Regions from separate parts of the Sus scrofa genome. Here regions 1, 3 and 4 are each linked to region 2. Evidence: chromatin contacts called from public Hi-C data. All regions are on one chromosome and are shown on one strand. Each heading gives the region's core, a stretch centred on a gene start, on an enhancer-like site or on the middle of the called end of the contact. The rest is flanking DNA. Distances are from core to core; before and after follow the strand shown. Region 1 holds the start of RPS15 (ribosomal protein S15). Region 2 holds the start of LOC100524239 (cytochrome b-c1 complex subunit 10). Region 3 holds the start of REXO1 (RNA exonuclease 1 homolog). Region 4 holds the start of DAZAP1 (DAZ associated protein 1).

Region 1 (2,960 bases), core at 442-2,941, 140 kb after region 2:
GAATGGGCCAAAGAGCACCCACGAGCTGCCAAGCAACTACAGGCCAGAGAAGAGCACAGGCCCCTGGACATCTCTGAACTTGCTACAGGGCCAGAGTCACATGTAGCGCCCCACTCACTCCTTCCCTAGCTTCAGCCTGCCAGAATTAGGCTGGCATTGCATCTACAGCAGAAATCCCAGGGGCACACACTGCCTAGCCCTGGTCCACTGCCCACCCCTCTTCCCTGAGGGACTGACTGGACACAACACATGGAAAAGGACCAGTCAGACTCAGGACTAGAGAAGGCTGCCTTTATTGGCCAGCAGGCTACTACTTGAGGGGGATGAAGCGGGAGGAGTGCGTGGCCCCGATACCAGGCCGGCCATGCTTCACAGGCTTGTACGTGATGGAGAATTCGCCTAGGTAGTGTCCAATCATCTCAGGCTGTGAGAGAAGGGAGCAGGGTGGTCAGGCAGGTGTGGGTGGCCAGCCCCCACCCACCCAGGCCTGCCCCAGGGCAGCACAGGCCACACGTACCTTGATCTCCACCTGGTTGAAGGTCTTGCCATTGTAGACACCTACCATGCTGCCCACCATCTCGGGCAGGATGATCATGTCTCGCAGGTGCGTCTTCACTACCTCTGGCTTCTCCATGGGTGGCGCCTCCTTCTTGGCCTTGCGCAGGCGCTTGAGCAGCGAGTGCTGCTTCCTCCTCAGACCTCGGTTCAGCCGCCGCCGCTGCCGTGCGCTGTACAGCTGCATCAGCTGCTCGCTGGGGGCAGAGCACTGGAGGCTCAGTCCCCGTGGTCCACCCACTAATAGGTCTGTTTCCTGCAGTGCCCCCAAAGCGATGCACCTGACCCGCTCACGAACCAAGTACCCAGGCCAAAGGCTCTGGATGAAGCCCTCCAGCTCAAGGACCTCTACTTTGCTATGTCAAACAAGGAAATCCGAGGCAGGAAGGGGGGTGGATCAGATGAGGAGGCCAAACGACTGGAACTTTGCAAGCAAATTGCTGTGCTTAAGGCCTCAAGAACCCAGGAGCACTGCAAGTAACAGGGCCCTGTGCTGTGCCCTCCAAGAAGTGGGCCCCTCCCAGTCAGGCCCACGGGTGTATCTCCAGGAGAAAAAACTGTCCCTGGCTACCATTAAGCCTCCCTTCCCATCTGGGGGCCTGAATAACGCAACCACCCTGGCTAAGCTTCCAGCCTGTAAAGTTCGCTAACAAAAGACAATAACCTTTTTTTTTTTTTAAACTGCTACACCTGTGGCATATGGAAGTTCCCGAGTTAAGGAACTTAGCTGCAGGCCTTACACTGCAGCCACACCGGCTCTTTAAGCCACTGAGCAAGGCCAGGGATTAAGCCCGCAACCTCGCAGAGACAATGTCAGGTCCTTAACCCGCCGAGCCACAAGGGCAACTCCTAAGACAGCCTTTACATGTCCAAGCGGATGCCGATATCCAAAGAGAACAAGCAGAACTCTTACTAGATTCCACACTCCACGCCCCCAAATAAACTTTTATCAGCACGCAGCCCCGCCCACTCGTTTACACAGGGTCTACAACCTCGGCTGCAGATTAAGTTGCAACCCCAGTTCTCGGGTCCCCTCCTGCCACCACTTACTAAGACATGTCCAGCAGCTGGTCGAGGTCCACGCCGCGGTAGGTGAACTTGCGGAAGGTCCGCTTCTTCTTCTGCTCTACTTCCGCCTGCGCGAGCCCGGGAAGGGGCTAAGCAAGACCCCGACACCCACCTCCCACCCATGCAGCGGGGTCACGGGGCCCGCAATTCCCGCCGAGAATCGCGCGAAGCTCTGGAGTACGAAAGCCGACAGGAACAGATCTTCTCGGGCCGGTTCCAGGCAGGGCGGCAAGCACGGCCCGGGGCTACAGGGGCTCGCCTAAGACATGCGGGCCGACACAGGCCTTCCCCGCCCCGGGTCGTCCCAACCCCCACCAGGCCTGCCCCGCGCCCCCATATCTGGCGGTTCCGGAGGCCTGTTGGAGGCTACCGCAGCCGCGCAGCCCGATCCTGACCCCCGCGAGGCGGCCAGAGTTCGGATGGCACCGGATGGATCCGGCACAAACACACCAAGCACAAACACTCACCATCCCGTCGGCTCTTCGGAAAGGAACACTCCCGCTACGCCTGCGTAGTTATCGCGCGGCCTTTCACGTGCCCCGCCCCCGGCCGTGCGCGCGAACGCACTTCCGCTTTCCCGCCGAGGACGGGCGTCCTCTGTTGTCCGGAGGCCAGAGTGCTGGCTGAGAGGAATAAAGAAGCCCCCGCCTTTCTTGGGTGCTCAGATCCCCAGCATGGGGCCGGTAGCCTAGTGTTTGGGGATTCTTTCCTCAACTGGGAAACATGGGTTACATCGCGGTCCCTTTCGGAGACTCATATTCGTGCTCTGTAATTTCCATAGCGAACCCCACCTAGGAAGAGTGGGCGGAGTTCCTGTTGTAGCTCAGCGAGTTAAGAACCCGACTAATAACCATGAGGATGATGATTCGATCTCTGGCCTCGCGTAGTAGGTTAAAGGATCTGACGTCGCAAGCTATGGTGTAGATCTCTGAAGCGGTTCGGATCCAGCGTTACTGTGGCTGTGGTATAGGCGAGCAGCTACTGCTCCAGTTCGACCCCTAGTCTGAGAACCTCCATATGCTGCGAGTGCGGCGAGGCCCTAAAAAAAAAAAAAACAAATAATGTTTGCAGTAGGCGCTGGCTGGGGGGTTCAGGGCTGTCCCTTCCCTAGGAAGCTCACATCCCAGTGGGCGAAGCTGCCACATAAGGAACAAGGTTATACAGATATCTGAGACAAGAGGAAAGTCTGGAGGCGGTGGACACGGGCTTCACACAGATGGTCAGAAAAGGCATTCCTGATAGGGACCAGCCAGCCTTTAACAGACAAAATTTTAAAAGTAGCAACTGTAACATTGCAGTGCTAGGGTTGTGACACAGAGATGTAATATGTTTAAGGA
Region 2 (3,368 bases), core at 138-2,637:
GCCCTGTTTCCATAGCAGGCTAATGAGAACCAGCTTTGGGGCATTCTCTGTGATTATTTGGAAAGAGGTGCCATCTTCCTGCAAGGGTTGCTGGAATGTCAACCCAGAGTTTCTGGGTGCCTCTGCTCAGAGGGAGTTCACCAGAGAGTGAGAGCAACACAAAAGAGCTGAGAAATGGAGGGAAAGATTCATGATAGTGCTAGACTCCTGGATCCACCTGTGCCTGAAGCCATCCAACATGCCTTTAAACGTCCATCTTTTCTCTTAAGCCGACTTTTGTTCTTTATCACTTGAAAGGAAAAGTATTCTGCATCATGAGCTGAAGTGCATTAAGCAGAAGGAACAATGAGGCAGAGCTTCAGAAATTGCTGGATCCAGGACCTGCAGCGCCAAGGCCTCTACACCCACCTCTGCTCATCTTTTTGGGCTGGTATATTCTTCTGCCTCAAGATTTCTCTCTCTCTGTAATTTTCAGGGCACCCTCTATGTCCCACATGTTAAGGGTCCATCAAGGACAGAGGTTTATTCGGGTCCTCTCTGCCCCACCCCCCACCCCCGTGGCCAGGGGCAGGTGAGAACCTGCAGCCCCTGAAACTGCAGTCTTGGAGGGTGCCCAGGTGCTGATTCCAAAAGGACTGGAACGCGACGAAATGGGCAGACAAACCCAGAGTCCAGTCCTCATACCCAAGCCTGCATTCGACACTGGTGGTCCCAAAGGCGGTGACTGAAGAAGGCGAGCTTGGGGCGGCGGGAAGCAGGGTGAGGAGGAGCCGCCTGTCCGGGTCCCAGCAGCTAACAGGTGTCCTGAAGTGCTGACAATGCGAGGAGCCAGGCCTCCCTCTGCCGCCGGAGTGAGGAATCACTCCCAAACGAAACGTGCAAACAATTTACAACAGGGTCTCTTAGCAACAAACAACTCAGCGCGAGCAAACCGACGCTCGGAGGCTCGGGGTAGCACTGCTATCTGGCCAAGGTCCCGCTGACAGCAAGTCCAGTGAGAACGCCTAAATCCTCCAAAAGGGAGTTCAAAACGCCTCCTTTCCCCTCTGCGACACTCTTCCTCGTATGGCCTCGGTTTAACTGTTAATAAAGTTCTGGCATGTAGTAAGGACACAAACTCACCGGACAAATGTCGCGGGCCACGCTTAGTTGCTGGAGGCTGCTCAGCAGGAGTCACTCTGACCTGCGGAGCGGAGGGGCAGGGCCGGCGTCCTCGGGTCCCGCGGCAAGAAAGCCCCGCCCCCAGGCCCGCCCACTCCAGTGTGCGATCTTCAGACCCTCCCCGGAAGCGATTGCAAATGTCTTCCAAGTCTGAGCGCCCTGCAGCGGTGGGCTCCGGGTCTCGCGCAGTCAGCCCGCCCAGACGGGGCGGGGCTTCCTTGAGGGCCTGCGCGCAGCGGCGGTCGCGCCTGCGCAGTGCGTCCGAGCCGAGGGGGCCGGGGTCACCCTGAGCTAAGACTGCGCCGCAATGCTGAGCAGGTTCCTGGGTCCGCGCTACCGCGAGCTGGCCAGAAACTGGTAAGGACGCAGCTCGCCCTCGGACTTGGACCCCGTGTCCTGCCGGGTCCCAGATGGGGGAAACAGAGGCACGGAGCGGCGGCGCGGTGTGTTCTGAGCACACGTGCGTGGAGGGCCCCCGACCCCCTCTCCCTGGGGACCGTAATGCTGCCCACCCAGTCCGCGCCCAGCACCCCCGGTTCAGCTCTTGGGGCCTGGAAACTGACCATATACGCTCCTAACTTTGCTTTTGTTTGACGTTATGAAGCCGACAGCTGCACTTGTCAGAGGCGGGTAGTGTTGGGGTGACCCCACGTGGCAGCTAGGATGGGCGTGCCCACGACGTGGGGCGCTAGGAAACCGGCTTATACTCGGCAGTCGTGTCCCCGGCAAGGAGTTAGGGGTGGGGGCTGGCCCTGGATGGTGGATCTGGCAGGCATCTTCGGGTGGGCTTTACAAACGAAAAAGCCGTCCCTGGCGTCGAGTGGGACCTCCGGCAGCACCCGCAGCCCCTCCCGCAGGCGGCCCAGGCCCCCGGAACTGTCCATTCCTATCTGCCTGTGGTCAGAGCCGCGACACCTCTTCCAGAGTTTCTTTCCGTCGGCAGCCGGCAGCATTCTTGAGTGTATTCGCTTCTAGTCAGAGACACAGCTATAAACGGAACCTTCGTGTCTGACGTTCTAGTCCATGAACAAGAAAAAATAAACCGATGTGACCCACGGCCTGAGGCTGATGTAAAATGTTAAAGGGGGTGTAGTGCAACCCTGTCCCCCCCCTGCTGGCTTCCAGAGGCCAAGAAGCGGGATCCAGCCCCAGGAACCGTGGGGGTTGTGTCCCAGACTTTGTGCTCAGCAACTGAGGACCTCTGGACCCCACGTCTTCATGCGAGGAGGGGAAGGACAGGTCGTGAGGGTGTAAGGAAGTCCCACGAGGGGCTGTCAGCATCATCACCACCTCTCCATCTTTTGGTTCCTCTTAGAAGTCAGGTTCGTGGCCACTCCCTCCCTGTGCGTGGCAGGAATGAGAAGGGGTGGTGGCCTCCCTGAGGGAAGGCTTCTCTGACATTAAATCTCAGAGCTGTTGGGCTGTGGGAGGAGATTCCCCTTCTGTTCAGGACACCTGCCCCGTAGTCTGTTCCAAAGGCAGCGGTAACTTGTGACCTCTCCCAGGCTCAAAGCTGAGTATTATGGGCCTCAACCCCAAGAGCAGGGGTTGCTGCAGGTGGCTCGGGACTGTTGATCCCTCCACTCTCCACCCCAACACCCCCAAGCACATGGCTTAGGATGATCCAGTGAGGTGGTCACCCATGTACAAATTCTGGTCCTGCACAGGCCAGCGATGGAACCTGTAAGACTTCTCTATTGCTGTGTAACAAACAGCCCACCAAATCCGGCAGCTTTACAAACACTGATTATCAGTTTCTGTGGGTCAGGTATTCAGACACACCTGAGCCAGGTCCTCTGCTCAGGGTCTCATCTGAAGCCTTGCCTGGGGATCGCTTTCTAAGCTCACACATGTGTTGTGACCACATGGGCCCCTCTACAGGGCAGCTCACAAAGGGCCAGGAGCTCCCCCTAAAGGGAGTAAGAGGAGGCAGCAGACCTGGTTGGAGCCACAGTCTGTAACACAGGTATGGCCCACCCTCTGAGTTTTACTCGTTAGAGATGAGGGACAGGGTCTTACTCACACCCAAGGGGAAGGGCTGTACAAGGAAGGGTGTGAACAGTAGGAGGTGGGACTGTTGGCCCCATCCTGGATCCTGCCGGACATAAACGTGGTGTGGTAGTCCTGGAGCCCCTTGCCTCAGCTCTGTGCCTAGTAGGCTGTGTGTCTTAACAGAGTGATGTGCCCTCTCTGTGTCTGGTCTCCTC
Region 3 (3,025 bases), core at 150-2,649, 210 kb before region 2:
CTGCTCAAATTCCACTTCCCCATCAGACTCCATGGACCACCCCTTTCCCCAGCTCCCTACTCTCCCTATCACCCATCCTCCAGAAGAGCACTCTCGGCCTTGTACTTAAGTATCTCCTTTACTGATCTCCTGCTGTCTCTCTTCTAGAACGCTACTACTGCCAGGGTGGGGATCTATGCTTTGTTCACTGATGTCTCTAGCACTGGGTCTGGCACTCACATAGTAGGTCCTTGGTAAATATTTGTTGAGTAAATAACCAAGGTCAGTCAGTGAGTACAGAGGAAGCATCTAGTAAGTGCAAGCTCAGGGGTGACCTGACTTCACCTCACTAGCATTGTCAGGGCCAGGCTGAGGGGTCCTCCCTCCTCTTGGCGGTGGAAGAGGCGCTGGCATCGAGAGACCCCTGGGGTGAGGGGTCTCAGGCCCAAATGCCACCGGGGCCAGGTGGCTGAGGTAAGGATAGATGGGCTGGGAGAGGGAGGAGATGACCTGCACAGACTGCACCCCCACCCTGTGCTCACACGGGGATCCTTGGCAATTGCCAGCTGGCGGGCAGGCTGGGAATTGTAGTTTTATGAAGCATCTCCCCCAATTTAAATAAAGGGCAACAAACAAATTTACATCATTTGAAAAACTAGTACTGAAACAAAACTGGTACTCAGATACATATACACACATGTTCACAGAGGCTCAATTCACAACAAACAGGCGGAAACCACCTGAATATCTATTATCTGATGAACAGATAAAATACGGTTTAGGGTCAATATTTGGTGGACAAATGAGTAAATCGGAATAGGGTTCCGCTGGTGGACCTGGGGATGAGATTTCAGACAAGAGTCCAGTGGGAGTCCACCCGGAGCCCAAGTCGAGGGACCTCCGCAAGCCTCTGCTTCAACGAGTGCAAAACGTGAGCACTAATTCGAAGTCAACCCGGGCGGAGTTGAGTTTCAGAGCCTGAGCTGGGTAACTCCGGTGCAGATCTCCAGGTGCAGGTGAGACACGCCCGCAGGACTCGTGTTGACCAGCAGAGGGCGCCTCAGGGAGACGTGCTAATAAAACTAATTAAATGCACCTAAGCCACAGCTGGACTATGAGGGGGGCCTTTTTTTTTTTTTTTGATCAGGCGTGCCGTGGACAGCTCCAGGCGCCGCAGGGGTCTGGGGCTCAAGATGGCGCTGTTGCCGCCACCGAGGGCCAGGCGGCGGCGCCGGCGAGGCTCCCGGAGACAGTAGGCAGGGCGTCTCGCCCCCACCACCCCTACCCCCGCGACTGCCTGTCCTGGGCCATGGGTCCATGACCCTCCTTGGGGCCGCGGGAGCAGGTGTTTCTGATCAGGCGCACTTCGGGCAGCTGCTCCCGAGGTCCCTTGCGGCGGCGTCCCGGGGGCCTCCGGGGACCTCGGAGCAAGATGGCGGCGGCAGCGGGGTCCGTGAGGCGCGGGCGGCGGCGACCGCGGCGCCAGTGAGGGGCCCGTGGGCCCGGGCGGCTCCGGGCCGCGGCCCCGCCGCGGGACGGACCATGCTACGTTCCACCGGCTTTTTCCGGGCCATCGACTGCCCGTATTGGGCTGGGGCGCCCGGGGGGCCCTGCCGGCGGCCCTACTGCCACTTCCGGCACCGCGGGGCCCGGAGCCCGGGCGCACCCGGGGGAGGCGGAGCGGCGTCCCCCGCAGCAGGTAATGCCCGCCCCGGGCTCAGCACTCCGGCGCCCGGGCTTCCTTGGCCCCCAGTTCCCCGCCCAACCTTCTTCTCTCTCGCTCGCGGGCGACGTGTCCCCAAGTCCGGGCCACCTACCCGGGGCCCACGTTGAGCGACCTCTGCAAACCTCTGCTTCAACGAGTGCAAAACGTAAACAACGAAGGGACCCGTTCTCCTAGAGGCGTCGCAAGGGTGGAGCGCGCCGGGCTCGGGAAAGGAGCGCGGCCGACACTGGTTGGCAGGCCCGAGCTCATGCCGGGGGAACCGTTCCCGCCGCCTCCCCGGCCCCGAGTGCTCGTGGCAGCCCTTGTTTACTTCTGCGCTTCTTCGGCCGCCGCGCCGCTGATTGTGGCCTCTCTTGTTTACAGTAGCAGTCTAGAGGATCTTGCTTAGGAACCTGGGCTGTGTGTTGAGCCGTGTGCCAACATATCCACTTGCTTGTGTGTGTGTTGGGGTGGGGGTCAGGCTTCCAAGTGAACGTTTCTAGATTGAGCATTACAGTACCGTGGTGATTATCAATGTCGCGGCAGAGTTCGGTGAGAGCTGCCCGGGGTCACGCTGCTTGTGGGGAGTGTGGGACTTGAGCTGTTAAGAATGGGGGCAAAAAGAGGGGCACCGCGAGGAAAGGCTTGCAGGGATGTCCTTACTCCGGAGGGGAACTCGGGCTCTCACTGGGGCTCCTGTCCTTCAGGACTGGGCTCCCCTTTTCTTTCAGGCTCATATTCTTCATTCGGCATCCTCTCTCTTTCCCCATGAAAGAATCCCCATCTCAGAGCCTTTTAACTTTCAAAGAGGAGCGCCCTTGCTAAGATTAAATAATGGGCTTGTTCTCCCATTTTGCCAGAAAAAAAAAAGGAGGGGGTAGCATTTTCTCAAATTTCCATTGTAAGTTTGTCCTGACTTTTTGCACCTGCCACCCACTGTTCACAGCCAGCCAGATGCAAGCATTGGTTGCCTGGCTCCACATTTGTGCCAGGCCTGGGGCTGTGTGCATTGTGGGCCCTGCTCTCAGGAACTTACCCCTGAGGAGGGAAGCTGGCCTGGCCCACAGGTGCCTTAGTTTCCAGCGGTGCCTTACCCCCAGCTGAGTGTCAACGGCCTCCCGGTGTCCTTTTTCAACTCAAGACAGTGCAGTTTTCAATCCATCTATTGACCGACTTGGCCTGGCCTGGCGAGTGATGCTCCTTACCATTGGGACAGATAGGGAGGGACCATGCCCCCAGCAGCAACTTGTCTGCAGACTCCACATGGCCTTCCAGCCTTCTGAACTCTGGAGCTCTGGTCTCTCTTCTTGGGCGTTCATCCTGTGCTATTCATTTCTTGAA
Region 4 (3,443 bases), core at 530-3,029, 170 kb after region 2:
CCCCTTTTCTGTGGCTCTTTCTCTCTCCTTACTTCCTAGCTTCCCATCGGAAGCACGCTGCAGCCTGTCATTTACCCAAAGCATACAACTCACCCTTCAAGTGCCTGGAGCTGTTTCCTAAAGAAACCAGGCCAGGAATTAAACGCCTTCCTTCTGGTCCTCTAAGTGGGAGGGGGTTTTTGGAGTGGGGAGGCCACAAATCACATTTGATGTCCTCTGGTATAACCTGCAGCTGGAGCCAGGCAGGGGCTCAGTGAGGCCAGCCACCCACCAGCAAACAATGACTTACTCACCAAATCAAGCATTTTGTAAACACCTCATCTGTTCAAAGCTAAGGCCACTGAAAAATGTACACAAGGCCACGGAAACCCAGCCCAGGCTGTTTTGCCATCTTCCCAGAATTTAACTGTAAAATTACGCTGATGCTGTAGGAGCCAGTCTCTGCAAAGAAAACTAGACCAAACCCCTAGACCAGAGCAGAATTGGATTTTCTGGTTCCTCTGGGATCACTTCTCTCATCTACAGCCCGTTTAGCATTAGGCAAAGCTATAATTAAAAGGGAAAACCTAGCTATAACAAACCTCCTCTAATAGCTGCACCAAAGAGAAAGACCTCTGAAGCAAAGCTGTCTGTCCACCGCCGTTTCCCTTTCTCTTTATCTTAAGCACACCCATGGGGGTTAGCTGGGGGCAAAGCAGAAAGGGGCTCCAACAACAAAAAACAGTTGCAAACAACCCATCAGGTGGTGTGGAGGCGCTGAGACGGTGGGCACCACAGGGCACGAGGAGTGCCAACCAGAGATCGGCCCCATGACCTTGGCCTTCAGCCTTCGGTTTGCAAACCTTCACTTAGGAGGACAGGGGATGGTGAAGGGGACCATCGCTCGAGTTCCGGGAGGGAGAAGTTGGGCGGCGGCAGAACTGGATCCCCCCGCACCCCGGCCCGCCACGTGCGCTGACGCGCCAAGTTTGTGCACGGGCTGGGGGTGCCCTGGATCCCTTGGGTTTCTTTTCGAGGTCCCCGAGGAGAAACAGGAGCACGGGGCCCCCAAAGGGAAACCCTGGCATGCCCGGGTGCAGACAAGGTGGTTCCTAACTGGGGGTCCGCCAGCCAAGCCGTAAACTCTAGCTTGGAGGAGGGGTCCGCCCCCGGCAAAAGACTGCGAGGGCTCCCAGGTTTCCACTCTGGGTTCCCGGCCAGGAAACAGCGGGGCGCTGAGACCGCTAGGACTCCCTGGGCTCCCGGGTCCCGCTCGGGGTCTCCAGCCACAAGGCGGCGGGACGCCCGGACCCTCAGGACTCCCAGACCCTCAGGACTCCCAGTTTCCATTCGAGGTCTCTGGCCACGAGGTTATCAGGACTCCTGAACACCTCCCCCGACTCCCCGGACCCCCAGCCACGAGGTAGCAAGGCGCTCTCCCCCTCAAGACTCCTCGGACCCTAGCTTCCTGTCTGGGGTGCCCGGCCACGAGGCGGCGGGGCGTCCGGCCCCCAAGGTTCCCTCCGCTCTTCGCAGCCCCCTGCCCCACAGCAGCCGGCTCGGCGCGGCCCCGCGGCGTGACCTTGACGGGCCGGGCGGGTCTGGGCGGGGGCCGGCCGAAGCAGCGGCGCGGGCCGGCGCGTCCTCACCCGATCTCGTCGGCGCCCGAGTTGTTCATGGCGGCGGCGGCGGCGGCGGCGGCGGCGGCGGCGGCGCTCGGCGTCCGGGCCCCCTGGCTCGCTCCCGCCTCCGGAAGGTCACTGGCCCCAGCACCCTCCCCACAGCCGCGGCCCGGATCTGCGCAACGGCGACGGCCGCGCTGCCTCCTCCCCTCAGCGCCAACGGTCACCGCGCGCCCCCGCGCCCGCGCCGCCGCCCTGCGCACACCCGGGCGCGCTCCCGCACGGGGCCTCCGGGGGCGGGGCCAGGGGTGCGCCCGCGTGCTTGCGTGCGTGCGTGCGTCCGCCGGGGCCCTCGCTACCGCAGCTCGGCAACCGCAAGTCGGCCTTTCTCCTCGAGGGCTGCTAGCGTCGCAGTGGGGCACACTGGGAAATGGAGTCCTGCGCGCCGGCGGCGGCGCCGGCCCCGCCCCGAGGGCGTGCGCGTGCTGCGTGCGTGCGTGCGCGGCGGGACGCGTGCGCGGCCAGGCGCTCGGGGCTAGGCACTGCGGGGCGCAGGCGCGGCTGCGGCTTCCTTGTTCAGTCTCTAGTGGGAGGTGGCGGAGGCCTGTCGGTGTCGGCCGTGAGCTGAGGCCACGCCCACACCCCCGCGGAGCCGCTAGAGGCCAAGTTCTGCACCTGCACCTCGGTTGCGCGCTCTGCACCCCCGCCCCAGTCTCCCAGAAGATACAGACGGTCTGATAGACTCAGTTATCTGCCCAAGGTCACCCATTCAAGGGAAGAACTGGAATCAAATCCAATAGTTGGCTGTAAATCCAATGATTATGAAAACATACTGAGTCCCTGCCATGTGCCAAGCATTGTCCTGCCCTCATCTGTCCACACCGGTGGTTTTCATCCAGAATGATTCAGCCTCCCTCTCGTCCAGGGGATACTGAGCCATGCCAGTCACCACTGGGTGAGGGGGTGCTACCAGCATCTAGTGGGTGGAGGTCAGGGACTGGTAAATATCCTACAATGGGCAGGGAACGCCAAACCCAGGTCTACAATGACCCTATTAAAAGCTGATCTGTATGGTGGTGTCAGATAGTGGTCATGCTGCCTAGTGACTTTCCACTCACTGTCTCAACGTCTTGATAGCCTGACAATTAATTTATTCACCATAAAATTACATGAATGTGAGGAATGAAGGAACTAGGTCATAGGTAAGCAGTAACACATAAAACACTTAAAATGCACCTTCCTTCCATCACATTACAGTTTGCAAAGCACTTTGGCATCCATATCATCAATTACAGTAGCCTCTGAACAGGATAACTCATGAGTTGCACTTGCAAATGAGAAGCAGAGGCTCAGCAGAGGAGGAAGGATTGGCCTTAGGTGGCATGAGGCAGGTGTTCTCTCTTGCCCAGGAGTGGGGGTGGAGGACACTTAAGTTTTCCAGGTCAGAAAAGAACAGTAACACTTGGTGGGGGCTGGCTCCCTACTCTGGGGGAACGCAAACGTGGTGAATGGAGAGGAGTGTGCTAGGGGAAAGCTGAGGGGTGTGTAGTGAGGAAGTGAGCAAAAATGGGGGGCCAGCTGCCACTATCCTTCCAACAGTGGAAGCTCAGCAACCCCCAAATGCTGGGCTGAGTGCAGACAGACAGACATGCCCCAAGATGCTCACAGCCCACCCCATTATTAGAGGAGCAGAAAACTGGCATCAACCCACATGTCCCTCCATTGGTGACTGGATAAATAAACCACAAAGGGTGTGAATGAAATGCACAGGATGCAGTCAAATGAAGGAAGCCAGACACAAACAGTTTAAAATAATATACTTTACAAAACAGACACCTACCA

What was found. A called contact is a pair of places that touch in the nucleus more often than the background predicts.
Region 1: a Hi-C map of skeletal muscle shows a contact between it and region 2, with 3 times the contacts expected there. The contact joins the promoter of RPS15 here to the promoter of LOC100524239 in region 2. A contact is called at or near these places in 1 of 5 promoter capture datasets (fetal liver), 1 of 47 Hi-C or Micro-C datasets (skeletal muscle) and 1 of 2 datasets of contacts at active chromatin or transcription factors (alveolar macrophages).
Region 3: a contact with region 2 is called in a Hi-C map of liver, with 6 times the contacts expected there. The contact joins the promoter of REXO1 here to the promoter of LOC100524239 in region 2. A contact is called at or near these places in 2 of 5 promoter capture datasets (fetal liver and liver), 1 of 47 Hi-C or Micro-C datasets (liver) and 1 of 2 datasets of contacts at active chromatin or transcription factors (alveolar macrophages).
Region 4: a contact with region 2 is called in a Hi-C map of liver, with 2.3 times the contacts expected there. The contact joins the promoter of DAZAP1 here to the promoter of LOC100524239 in region 2. A contact is called at or near these places in 1 of 5 promoter capture datasets (liver) and 2 of 47 Hi-C or Micro-C datasets (heart right ventricle and liver).

Annotation. Positions count from the first base shown.
Region 1 is chr2:77,043,058-77,046,017 of Sscrofa11.1, forward strand. RPS15 (ribosomal protein S15) reads right to left here and starts at 1,692. Exons shown (of 3, transcript NM_214334.1): 1 at 1,606-1,692; 2 at 518-752; 3 at 272-424. The coding sequence starts at 1,692. The coding sequence ends at 311.
Region 2 is chr2:76,901,832-76,905,199 of Sscrofa11.1, forward strand. It overlaps LOC100524239 (cytochrome b-c1 complex subunit 10), which reads left to right and starts at 1,388. Exons shown (of 3, transcript XM_003122996.3): 1 at 1,388-1,518. The coding sequence starts at 1,469. It overlaps TCF3 (transcription factor E2-alpha), which reads left to right. Exons shown (of 21, transcript XM_021084225.1): 19 at 1-1,518.
Region 3 is chr2:76,692,870-76,695,894 of Sscrofa11.1, forward strand. REXO1 (RNA exonuclease 1 homolog) reads left to right here and starts at 1,400. Exons shown (of 16, transcript XM_003123002.4): 1 at 1,400-1,678. The coding sequence starts at 1,522.
Region 4 is chr2:77,068,705-77,072,147 of Sscrofa11.1, forward strand. It overlaps DAZAP1 (DAZ associated protein 1), which reads right to left and starts at 1,780. Exons shown (of 12, transcript NM_001244506.1): 1 at 1,629-1,780. The coding sequence starts at 1,657.